Regions from separate parts of the Mus musculus genome. Here regions 1 and 2 are each linked to region 3. A link is a contact called in public Hi-C and HiChIP or PLAC-seq data. All regions are on one chromosome and are shown on one strand. The core of a region is the stretch at or near the end of the contact, and the rest is flanking DNA. Distances in the headings are between cores, read along the strand shown.

What was found. HiChIP or PLAC-seq counts read pairs in DNA pulled down with a chosen protein or histone mark. A called contact is a pair of places that touch in the nucleus more often than the background predicts.
Region 1: a contact with region 3 is called in a CTCF HiChIP or PLAC-seq map of the NIH/3T3 cell line, with 12 read pairs. The contact joins the enhancer-like site here to the promoter of Fanci in region 3. A contact is called at or near these places in 1 of 15 datasets of contacts at CTCF or cohesin (the NIH/3T3 cell line), 2 of 115 datasets of contacts at active chromatin or transcription factors (the SCID.adh cell line and embryonic stem cells) and 3 of 9 other capture datasets (adipose tissue, liver and pancreatic islet).
Region 2: a contact with region 3 is called in a Hi-C map of Sertoli cells, with 2.0 times the contacts expected there. The contact joins the enhancer-like site here to the promoter of Fanci in region 3. A contact is called at or near these places in 1 of 39 promoter capture datasets (Sertoli cells), 1 of 15 datasets of contacts at CTCF or cohesin (CD8 T cells), 10 of 484 Hi-C or Micro-C datasets (the P5424 cell line, Sertoli cells, bone marrow-derived macrophages and 5 more), 19 of 115 datasets of contacts at active chromatin or transcription factors (the 230-238 cell line, CD4 single positive thymocytes, the SCID.adh cell line and 11 more) and 3 of 9 other capture datasets (adipose tissue, liver and pancreatic islet).

What each region holds. Positions count from the first base shown.
Region 1 is chr7:79,347,186-79,350,865 of GRCm38.p6, reverse strand. It overlaps Abhd2 (abhydrolase domain containing 2), which reads right to left. Exons shown (of 11, transcript NM_018811.6): 6 at 2,423-2,606; 7 at 23-115. It overlaps Gm24224 (a long non-coding RNA gene), which reads left to right. Exons shown (of 4, transcript XR_003946649.1): 2 at 1,781-2,743. Among named protein-coding and RNA genes, the nearest start is that of Gm24224, 4.8 kb to the left of the region's middle. Within about 2 kb of position 1,890, at least 51 of the 459 cell types and tissues checked have an H3K27ac peak or open chromatin away from gene starts, as enhancers often do. A contact at or near this core is called in the NIH/3T3 cell line, where this site is marked.
Region 2 is chr7:79,446,668-79,450,407 of GRCm38.p6, reverse strand. Fanci (Fanconi anemia, complementation group I) reads right to left here. Exons shown (of 38, transcript NM_145946.2): 35 at 2,096-2,158; 36 at 1,493-1,588; 37 at 1,228-1,335; 38 at 144-768. The coding sequence ends at 697. It overlaps Polg (polymerase (DNA directed), gamma), which reads left to right. Exons shown (of 23, transcript NM_017462.3): 23 at 371-3,740. The coding sequence ends at 447. Among named protein-coding and RNA genes, the nearest start is that of Polg, 18 kb to the left of the region's middle. Within about 2 kb of position 1,792, at least 17 of the 459 cell types and tissues checked have an H3K27ac peak or open chromatin away from gene starts, as enhancers often do. A contact at or near this core is called in CD8 T cells and Sertoli cells, where this site is marked.
Region 3 is chr7:79,390,798-79,394,525 of GRCm38.p6, reverse strand. Fanci (Fanconi anemia, complementation group I) reads right to left here and starts at 2,188. Exons shown (of 38, transcript NM_145946.2): 1 at 2,135-2,188. It also overlaps a transcript of Rlbp1 not described here.

The sequences.
Region 1 (3,680 bases), core at 641-3,140, 43 kb after region 3:
GACAGAGGAGAGGGTCCTATACCTGTGAGACAGGATGATCTTCTTCATGTTGTCGGCCATGAGGAAGTTGTAGAACCTGCGGCACTGGTCCCACTGCATGAAGGTCTCCTGGGCCCTGCGGGGACCACAGAAAGTTAGACTCCATGACGGGCATGAGGGGCTCTGTGGGAAGTACAGGCTGGCTTTGACTCTCATGTTGGATAACAGCTCTGATGTGTAGCATTCAAACATCCGGGGAGAAGCCAAGAGTCTCTCTGAAGACGACCCTGCAGGAAGCCTCCAAGGCCAGAAAGGCACAGCTGGTTGTCAGCAGCACGCCTGACGCCCACCTGGCTTGCTGAGATCTGCTCCAGTAGATTTTCTTTTTAAAAAGTGGGGAGCATAAAGGTGTAATGTGCTTAGAAACCAAAAGCTGAGGCTTCCAGTGGAGAACAACACACCTTCGGAGGTCGGAAGCCACTGTCGTGCCTGGGACCTCTACAGGTACAGAAAGATCATCACAGGTGGGCCACTAGGAACACGTGCCTAATACCTTTTTCTTCTTAACCATCAAGCCACAACCTGTTGCTACTCGACTTGGTTCCTCCCCTCTTGACCTTTGACCCCTGTTGCCGCTTGATCCGGGTGAGAAGGCACTTCTCTGAGCTGCCACATCCCATGTGGCAGACGCAGGCTTCAGCCATAGGTCAACCACGTACTAAAGAATCGGCCTACTCCATCCCCCCGCCACCCCCCATTGCACGGGGCTCATGTGACAATAGGCAACTGTATGTAACTCTTAGAGGTAACAGGGAAGGAGTGGAAAAAGACGCATTTCACAGATCCTAGGTTCCTATTGCATTCAATCTTATTTGAACCCCTTACTTTGTTCACTGTGCTGATCATCTACTGACAGCAGATGGCGCTATTGCTGCAAAATGCGAGGAAGCCTGTGCTTGTAAGATTGGGGCATTGAGCAGGAGGGAGGGAGGAGAGGACAAATTTGTCACAAGCTTCCTATTTATAAAGCCCAGTGCTCTGTGCACACTAGGTTAGCATTTACAGCAAGCTCCCTGGTGCTGAAGTCAGGGAGGGAATCTAGTGGTTTCTAACACTAAAGATGACAGGATGCTGACTGTCACATCAGCTGTCAGGTAAAGGCAGGGAGGACCCCACATCTCTAGGCCCTGCTCCCTCGGGTCAGGTGGCAGGCTGTCTGTCCTCCTGAGTATCCTTTTCTTATCCAGGCTGGGCAGGACAGATTCTGGCTAGCTCTGGATCTCTGTGACATGATCTGGGAGTTGAATATTTCTCACTGGGCCAAGATAAAGGGAATACGGATTCAGCCATCTACAGGCCAAGAGGCTAACCTAGTTCTAGAATGCCAGAGCTCAGAGACTGCTCAGGTCACCACACCCAGTGACTGCTTAACGTGGGACCATCTACAAAACGGGTCTGGAAGGCAAATTCCCAGGCTTTACCAAGTTAGAGTTTCCAGATGTGGGGCTCTGCCGGGCTGAGCTTCTTTCTAGCATGATCCCCTCAAGCGACTCTTCTGTTTTAAACCTTCCTTGTTATTATTGTGTGTTCAGGATGATGTGTGGGGGTGAGCATGCCATGGCACACAGTGGAGGTCAGAGGACAGCTGCGTTTTGGGGATCAGACTTACCCAGCAAGCCCCTCATTCACCAAGCCATTCTGCCAGCCACCCCAGCGATTCTCAAAGAACCGAGACAGCCAATGGCTCACCAGACTGGCCTCTGGGATCCCCTGACCTAACCCACCCTCTCTAATTTTCCAGTGAACAGTAATGATGCAGCCGACAATTCCGTTCTGTGGCTGGGTGCTGTGCTGAGCACTTCACACATGACCTCATCCTGTATAGCGTGTCTGCTGACTGGAGACTAAGGGCTGAGGTATTTGCTCCCGCGGCTTCTCTGGGAGGATGGCTGGGATGCCTGAGAGAAGAATCCTTCAGGTGAGGACCTGCTGAGGAGATTTCCACAAGCTGCTTCCGACACCATCTGAGACTCAAAGCCTCCACTGGATGGGGGGACCTGGGGGTCACAAGGCCCAGGGGGTCGGATGCTGCTGTCTGCTGTGCTCTCTTGTTAACTCGTAGTCCTGCCGTATTCTGGAAACTCAGACACGATCCGAGACTCCCTAGAGAAGCAGCAGTCACTTTGATGATCCGATTACGGACCTGATCCTAGAGTACTATACAGACCTCAGGTGTAACAAGCCCTAGGACGACACGGAGGCAAACCCATTTGAGCCTAAGTGTTGGAAACCTTTGCTCAGTCTGCAAGGTGCTCCCTGGACCCTGCTGTCCTGGGCGAGCTCTATAAACAAGTACTGTCAACTGAAGGACCCAAGGGGAGAAACCTGTGTGTGTGTGTGTGTGTGTGTGTGTGTGTCTCTGTGTGTGTGTTGGATGACTCACCTCAGTGCGCTGTACCCCTGGCACACACTGACACAGCACAGGACCTTTTCCTGGTTTGCCTGCGTCTCCCCCAAGTATTTGCACACGATGTTACCACCCAGGCTGAAGCCCACGACGACCAGCTGGGTCTGGGGATATGTCCTCTTGATGTAGTTCACCATGGCTCCAAATTCCCACGTGCAGCCTGTGGGCAAAAGGAGAGGTCACCTGACCATTGCCAATACAACAGAAACTGAAGAAAATGCAAGCTGGAGTGTTGCTAACTGGGTGCCCATGCACTGAAGAATGAGGCACGCGTGCATGTGTGCTGAGAAAACGCAGGTAGGCAGACATTTTTTTTTTTAGCTATGTGAGAGAGAGATGCTCCCTTGAATTAGAGAAAAAATGGGCATTAGCAGTGTTTGTGAGCAGACGTACAACACAAGTCAAATACATTTGCAATGCTCTTTTAAAGGTGGGTTGTGATTTACTGGGTTAGATGCTCCTGGGCATCCAAACAGATTTTCAGGGCGAGCGTTAAGCAGCTATGTTCATGCACAGACAGATATAAATACCAGCAAGAGTTAAGCCCTTTGAGGATTGATTAGCTTCTTAGCTACAAATTGGGGCGCTCTACCCCTGTGTACAATGATTCATGGTGTGAAGAGCCCAGAGGATGTTATTTACCGGACCTTCTTGACAACTCTGGGGACAGAACGAAGATGAACCCCAAGTCTACAGGGACACCCAGGATGCTCTGCAGGGTTCAGACAAATGTTCTTAGTGACACAGGGATACGGTGGCAAGGGAGGACAACTCATTCTGAAACCCTCAGAGGGGCCGTGTGAATGGAGAGGGTGTTTACGCCTGGTCTGCCTAGCGGGGATGCTCTCAGCCACTGTCCCCTGGGAAGCTGTCAGAGCCTAGCTATACCTCTGTAGCTCTGCTGAGACAGAGATGCTGGGGGGCATGCAGAGGCGAAGGATTCAGCACATTCTAATAGCAAGCCCAGACGTCAGGGAGCCAACCTAAGAGTAAAACTTAGCAGGGCAACTGCTGGAGGCTGGCAGAAGCACATACCACATACACCAGTAGGGGGAAGGGTTTGCAGTGGGAACGGGAGCTGCTGTCCTGCAGCCACGGACTCACAAGTCTGAGACCAGACTTGGCTTTAAACAGTAAAGCCCAGCTGGCTTTAAACAGTAGCTTCCAGAATTGGAACACCACTTTTAGAGCCTAGAACAACTCCCTTCTATCTGTCTGTGCTGGTTTGATACAA
Region 2 (3,740 bases), core at 543-3,042, 56 kb before region 3:
CATTTAACTTATGCAGTATTCTAAAATGAATATGATATTCAAATCACAAAGGGAACTGTTGCAGAGGGTGGCTCATAGTAAATGAAGATGTTAGAATTTCAAATGTTCCATGTACGCTGACCCATTTTCAAAACTACACCAGAAATGTTTAAAGTTTTATTGTATAAGCCAAAGTGCATTCTTATGTGGAAAAAATGTATCTGTGCTGAAAATGCCAGAGTTGGTTAGAAAGCTTGTGTTATAATAAGACAAGCTGCCACTCTCAAAGACTCCCTCACACCCACTGTCTTTGACCCCAACATTCAGATTCTCATTTCTGAGTTCAGTCACAATTCTGGAGGCATCCTAACCAATTTCCACCGTCTTACAGGTGAAGCACTGGATATTTACCAGATAATTGAACTCACCAAAGGCTCCTTGGAAAAACGAAGCCAGCCTGGACCCTAGCTCTGTCTGGAGGTTCTGTATTTGCTCCTGTGGAGCTTTATTGGAGCGGTGCAGGTTCCTAAACTCAGGCTTTCAGATGTGCTTTTTTGCAAAAGGCAGCCATTTTTCTGTAGCAGGACCTGCCCAGGAAAGTCCTCCTAACGGAAGGCACAATTCAGTGCGTTCAGAACCAGGACACCAACATCAGTGCAGGCTGTGTGACAAGGGGTACTGTTGGGCACAAATGAAGCAGATGCCCCAAAGGTCACATTAACTCAGGCATTTCTTCCTCCTCTTCTTGGCTGGTTCTCTGTCCTGCTGTGTATGTGCTGATGCAGTGCCCTAGAAGGGGAGAGTAGAAATTTTGACAACCTTGTTCTAAGGTGATGGGAATAAAAACAAACACCAAACTCCTGGAACAGTTGTGCTTTCCCGTCTGCTGCCCAGGTTGTGACTTAGAACTCCGTCCTGAGTAGATGGACGAGATGCTGGGAGCCCGGAGCATCACAGCTACAGACGGCCTGGGGCACAGTGATGTACGGAACTCCGCATCAGCCGGCTAGCCAGATTATTTTATATAAATGTCTAATTTTGACTGGGTCTTGTCTACTGATATTATTTCTAGCTTTTACAAACTTAAAATGGAACCCACATTGGGCTCAGGTGATGAATGGGCCTACCTTGAGGGAGGGTGTAAAAGCCAGCCAGAATGCTGTAGAAACAGGACCCCAGGACAGGGGAGTTTGTCTGCTACTTTTCATAGAAATATATACCAAAAGCATAGCAGAAGTAGGCACCAACCTCTTCGTTTTCGTCTTCCTCATCCTCTCGAAGAACCATGTCGAGGACACTGCCTTTGATCTTGAAGTCCCGAGAAGTACTCAGCTTCATGTGCTGCATCAGGTTTACCTGGGACAGCAGAAGGTCCTTTCAGTGTGTACTTGGAGGACCCTTTGCTTTTACCAGATGACATTCACCTTGACCACCTCTAGCTGTGCTGCCTGCCACAGAGCTTGCTAGACTCCTTCCAGCAGTAAATGAGAGTGGAAATAAAGAACATTTTTACCTTGGACTTTTTAGACAGTTGGATAAGAAATTTTTCATACTGTTCAATGGCAAAGACAAGGTTAGGGATTGGCTTGGTTTCACGAAGAACTTTGGCCTAAGAGTAAAAAGATATAAGACATTTCAGGTTCAGTGGCTTTTGAGGTTTTTATGTAGCATCTCTCAAGAAGGAACCCACTTTGGCACATGCTGTATTTCTTTTTTCTGATAGTCAAATGAATTTACATTGCTAAGATTAGTCCCTAAAATGAGTATACTGTGTAGTTTCCCGAGTCACTTAGACTGACCTCCCACTCTTCATGCCTGGACTTCAGATAAGTGCCACCACCCCCACTTTTAACAATGACATACACTGTTAACTTATTTGGCTGGTCTTCTGGACATTAGCTTTATTTCCTTTAAGAAACCACGTGGTGAGGACCATCCTGTGCCTAGGCCTTTGTATATCCTAAAAGGAATTGTTACAGCCCCATTTCCTAAATATAGTAACTTTACCCCCTTCCTGCACTCGCCAATTCTTAGACCCTTATGGAGCGCCATTTCCACTCTTGCTTTTTTAATGTCCAACAAGACCCGTGGGTCTGAGTGGCCAGGGGGAGCTTACCATGGTTGTGCTCACTGCAGCCTTCTCCTTTTCTGAGCACTTTGGGGCGTCACTGCTCTTATTCTAAAGAAACAGAAACATTGTCTTATTCTTCAAGATGCTATATCTGGGAAGCACAAAAGTTGTGAGATATATATCTCCATCCCTTGAATGTCTGCCTCCTTGGGTATGTATATTCTTGGAAGTACCATATCAGTGTAGCCACTAAGCTACTATACAGATAGGATTAAGGTAGCAGGAACAGCTGACTAGGGCTATGCAGAGGTCTGCAGCCAGTCTTAGAGGTAATCTTATACACAATATAGTCACTACACTTCGGAAGTTATAAAGGGTCACAGAGACACTTCCTTGAGTTGTAACTAGTATGAATCTCTTAGACAGGAAGAACTGGTATTGGTGTACACCTTTAGTCCCACAGAAGAGGTAGAGGCAGGTGGGTCTCCTTGAGTTCTAGGCCAGTCATGCTACAGGACCATGACCCAGGACAGGCAGAAAGCTACACTGTAAAAACCCTGTCTGAAATAATAGCAACAAAATACTAACAGGGCAAAAGAAAGCCAAGATCTAAGAAGAGATGGGAGAAACCACCCAGTTTGAGTGAAACAGGAAACCTTCATCTTAAAAGGCTTCCGTTTTAACTTTCCAGCAGCGGAGTAGGGGCAAGGAAGCTTCTGAAAGCAGAGAGACTGTACTGGTGAAGCTACACAGAAGGTACACAGGTTGATTCTTGTGTTATGCTCGAAAAGGTTTTGGAGGTGCTGGTAGAAAAAGTCCTAGGAAGCAGGGGTAAAGAGTAAGGTCCTGTATTAAGAAGGGACTTCACCTGAACACATGGGATGGGACCCATCTCCGGTTTGTGGCTGAGGTGGCACCCTGTTGAGTCTCCAAGTAAACCTGTGCACTGCCAATAACTGCTGACTAAAACAGGACCAAGACTCACAGCTGTCTTGAGTCTCTACAGGATGCTTTATGAAGTCAGTGTGACCATAAACTCATACAAAAATGATAAGCTGAGCGTGGTGACACATGCCCTTTGTACAGAGAGCCTCAAGTACATAGTTCTAGGCTAGCCAGAGCAACAAAGTGGGCCCTCTCAAAGGGTGTGTGCATTGAGTATGACAGCATGCTTATAGTTCCAGAACTTGACCTGAGGCAGGTGGATCTCAAGTTCAAGACTAGCCTGCACTACACAGAAACTGAAAAGATTCGAGGGACCCAGACCTCAGGAGTGGAGGGTATCTATCCTACAGAAACAACAGATTGAAAGAATGGAGTCCACATGGGAATGTACGAAGTTTGAAGTGTGAGAGGACATGTCTGCAAGCGTTTAAGAGAGAAAAGGACCAGGGGTAATTAGCTTGTCCAGAATATCCAGCTGGGTGTGGCAGTATACTTCCTTAATCCCCAGGCAGATAGAAGCCAATGTCAAGTTAGCCTGGGCCACACCATGCATGCAGGCAAACAGTCTCTGAGGATCTATACATGACATCATTTCTAACAAACCCCTGCCCTCCACCCCTGAAGTGCTGCTGCACTCACACCTCCGGCACCTGACCCTGCCTCCTCCCATGTGTCAGATGCTGTTACACTAAAAAGAGGCCCAATGCATGGACTTGCAGGCACCCGGAAATGAGCCAAGGCTGCC
Region 3 (3,728 bases), core at 939-3,438:
CTCCTCCCACCTCTACTCGGACAGCACCGAACCACTACAAAAACAGTTTCTTCACTTGCTCCCCTCTACACAGCAATAAGACAATTCTGAAAACAAAAACCAAATGATATAGTTTCCTTCCAACCCATCCTTATCTTAGAAGGAATTTTCTGTTGCTTTCTTATTAGACAAAAATCCAAAAGGAGGAGGAAGAAGAGGAGGAGGAAGAAGAAGAGGAGGAGGAGAAGGAGAAAGAGGAAGAAGAAGAGAAAGGGGGAGGAGGGAAGAGAAAGGAAGGAAGCCAGGTGGCAGTGGCACATTCCTTGAATCTCAGTAAGTGGGAGGCAGAGGCAGGTGGATCTCTGTGGGCTAAAGACAAGCCTGGGCTACAGAGTGAGCTCCAGGACAGCCAGGGCTACCACATGTGTGCATGCGCATGCGCGCTTGTACACACGTACACACGTACACGTACACACACACACACACACACACACACGCACACAAGCTCAGAGTCCTGGGACAGGAGAGATGGCTCAGTACTGAGCCTTCCCTGCTATCCCAGAGTTGCTGAATTCCATGCCTAGCACCACATCAGATGGCTCACAACTGCATGGCACTCTCTTCTGGCCGCAGAGAGCAGGTCCTGCAGGGTCTAAGCCCTCGCTTAACTTCCTTCATCACTCTATTCTTTCTTTTTAATGTTAAATAAGGAATTAGAAAAAAAAAATCAGATAGTGGAATCAACCAGACCCAAAGTCTACAAACGCAGCGAGCTTCTCCACAGCTCTAAGCCACTCTGAAGCTGGGGTGCTTCATGCTGGGTTTCACTCCTTCTCTACCAAGGATGTTCTTATGCACGTAACCACCACCCAAGCCGGAGGTCGTGAAAAGGTACACAGAGCTAATTCTGTTTCTGATTTTATCACTCTTCTAAGAACAATAAATTGTTTTCTGTCCTTCAAATCCCCAACACCCTTATAAACGATTTCTCATCTGAAACAAAGATACCCATCCTTGCTCTCAATTTCTACAAAGTCTTCAGACCTCGGCTCAACTCACTCTCTCTCAGATGCTCCGGTGTTACCTCCTCTACAAACACCAGTGAAATTCCTTCCACAATGTCACTAACTTTTTAAACAATTTTATTTGATGTATGAGTGCTCTGCTGCATATACATCCCCCTGCCTGAAGAGGGCATCAGATCCTCCTATAGATGGTTGTGAGCCACCAGGTGGTTGTCGGGAATTGAACTCAGGACCTCTGGAAGAACAGTCAATGCTCTTAACTGCTGGGACATCTCACCAGCCCCCCTCCCTCCCCCGGCAAGTTCTAATATTACATTTTAAATTAATGGCTAGGTCCCCCACTGGTCTACAGTTCCATGAGTATTTCCAGTTTGGTTTATCGTTATCTTGAGCACAGTAACAAGCTTATATTAAGGACATAAGAAATATCTGATGTGGGCCAGAGGGCGTAACTCTGCCGGTAGAACTGCCTAGCAGGCCTGCCGCCCTGGGCTGGATGACGTCATAACCCTAGACTTGTATACACCTAGCATGTTGATGCTCTCCTGTAATCCCAGCACTCAGGTGGAAACATGACCAGGCACACTCTGTAGCCAATATAAGACACTGACTCAAAAACAAAACTAAAAGGAAACAGAAACTATAAAATAAGGCAGCTAATGTAGATTTTACTACCTTAACTTCTATATACGGTGCCGAAAATATACTAAGTGCTTATAGTGGTGGCTGGGTGATTGCTTTGTATATTAAAATAAACGCTATGTAAATGGAGAAATTAAATAAAACATCTGGTGGGGTCGTTAGCTTTTGGAGCTCCGTTCTGCTCGACAGTGCACGTCTTGAGTATCCTGCCTATCCTATGCGAAGTCAATGGCCTCTCTTCCCACTGGCACTGGGCTCCACGCGCGAAACCCGGCTGCGGGACCCTCCAGAAGCAGGCGCTGACACTGCAGGGCAGGGCCAATAGGGAGGGCAGAACGGAGCGAGCCTCGCAAAAACCCGCCAAAGCTGATGTCCCCGACCCCTGCGCAGAAACCAGGCACGGCGGGACGCCACGTCGCAAGGGGACCCTGCCTGTCCTCACCGTCCCACTTCCTCCCTCCTTGTAAGCACAGACCCTGAACAGTCACCTCAACCTCAGCTCGGGATCCTTCCAAAATTCCCGCTCTACTCCACGCAGCCGCACTTCCGTTGCCCAGAGCAACAGGTCCCGCCCCCGAGGTGCACTTCCGACTTCCTAACTCTGTAGGGCGTACCATTTTAGATGACAAAGTGGGGGAATCTTTGCGGAGATGATGGCCCAAATTCGCGGGAGAGGGAGGTGCAACCGGCTCACACGCTTTGGGGGGAACCTCAGAGTAGCATGCGCGTTATGGTATGGCCGGGTTAAGCTTTCTTAGAGCTCTGTAGTTGAAGTCAGTGCAGAAGAGATTGAACCAATTGATGGAGGGTCAGGTCTTTTGCATCGGAAGCACCTCGCGCGCGCCCGCATGAGTGAGTGAGTGAGTGAGTGAGTGAGTGAGTGAGTGAGTGAGTGAGTGAGTGAGTGAGTGAGTGAGTGAGAGTGAGTGTGAGTGTGAGTGTGTGTGTCCGTCCGTCCCAGAAGCAGTGAATGTTCAATACATTCGTAAATAACCACCTGAGTGCACCGTCAAGATCAATGAAGCAGTGGACCGAAATTCTACTTTAGATTGAGGGTGCAGCTTGTGCACAGTGCCCAGAATCAACAAGCTCCTGGCTAGCTAAGCATGTGAAGGTGCTTAGGATGGTAGAGGAGAAGCAGAGGCATTACTATTTAGTGAAGCAAAGGATTCCTCTCGGGAATCACTCTTCTACATTTAGGTCTCCACACTGAAATATGAGAAGTTGTTAAAAACCAGCAGCTGAGGGTGAGGGCGATCCCTGAGGGGAATCCTTTACTTCACTAAAGAAACAGATGGCTTCATCCCATCTTCCCACAAAACCTTCCTTCCAAACTCCTTCTAGTTCCAAACTCCTTCTAGGACTGCACCATTCAGCTGTAAATCTGTTAACAATCTATACAGATTAAATAAGCATTCCATGTGTGCATCTAATAACACTTATTAAATTGTTTGTATGAATGTCTACCCCGATACATGAATAACATAGTACCTGTTTTTAATTTATTTTATTTATTAATTTTTGGTTTTTGTTTTGTTTTGAGACAGGGTTTCTCTGTATATCCCTAGCTGTCCTGGAATTCAATTTGTAGATCAGACTGGCCTCGAACTCAGAAATCCACCTGCCACTGCCTCCCAATGGTGGGTTTAAAGGCATGTGCCACCATTGCCTGGCTACCTGTTTTTTTATTAACATTAACTTTTTTTTGTTGTTGTTGTTTTTTTTTTTTTTTGGTTTTTTGAGACAGGGTTTCTCTGTATAGCTCTGGTTGTCCTGGAACTCACTTTGTAGACCAGGCTGGCCTCGAACTCAGAAATCCGCCTGCCTCTGCCTCCCGAGTGCTGGGATTAAAGGCGTGCGCCACCACGCCCGGCAACATTAACTTTTTGCTTATGTTTTCTTAGTCAGGATCCCACTTAGCCCAGGCTGGGTTTTAACTTGCGACATAACTGTGATTGGCCTTGATGTGTTTTGTAAAGTCAACAATATGTTTTAAAGAGCGAGGTACGGTGCAGTGGGTTAGGGTACCTCAGTGGGCCCACGCTAAGGCATCCTTCCCTGCAAGGTACCAGCCATAGGTCT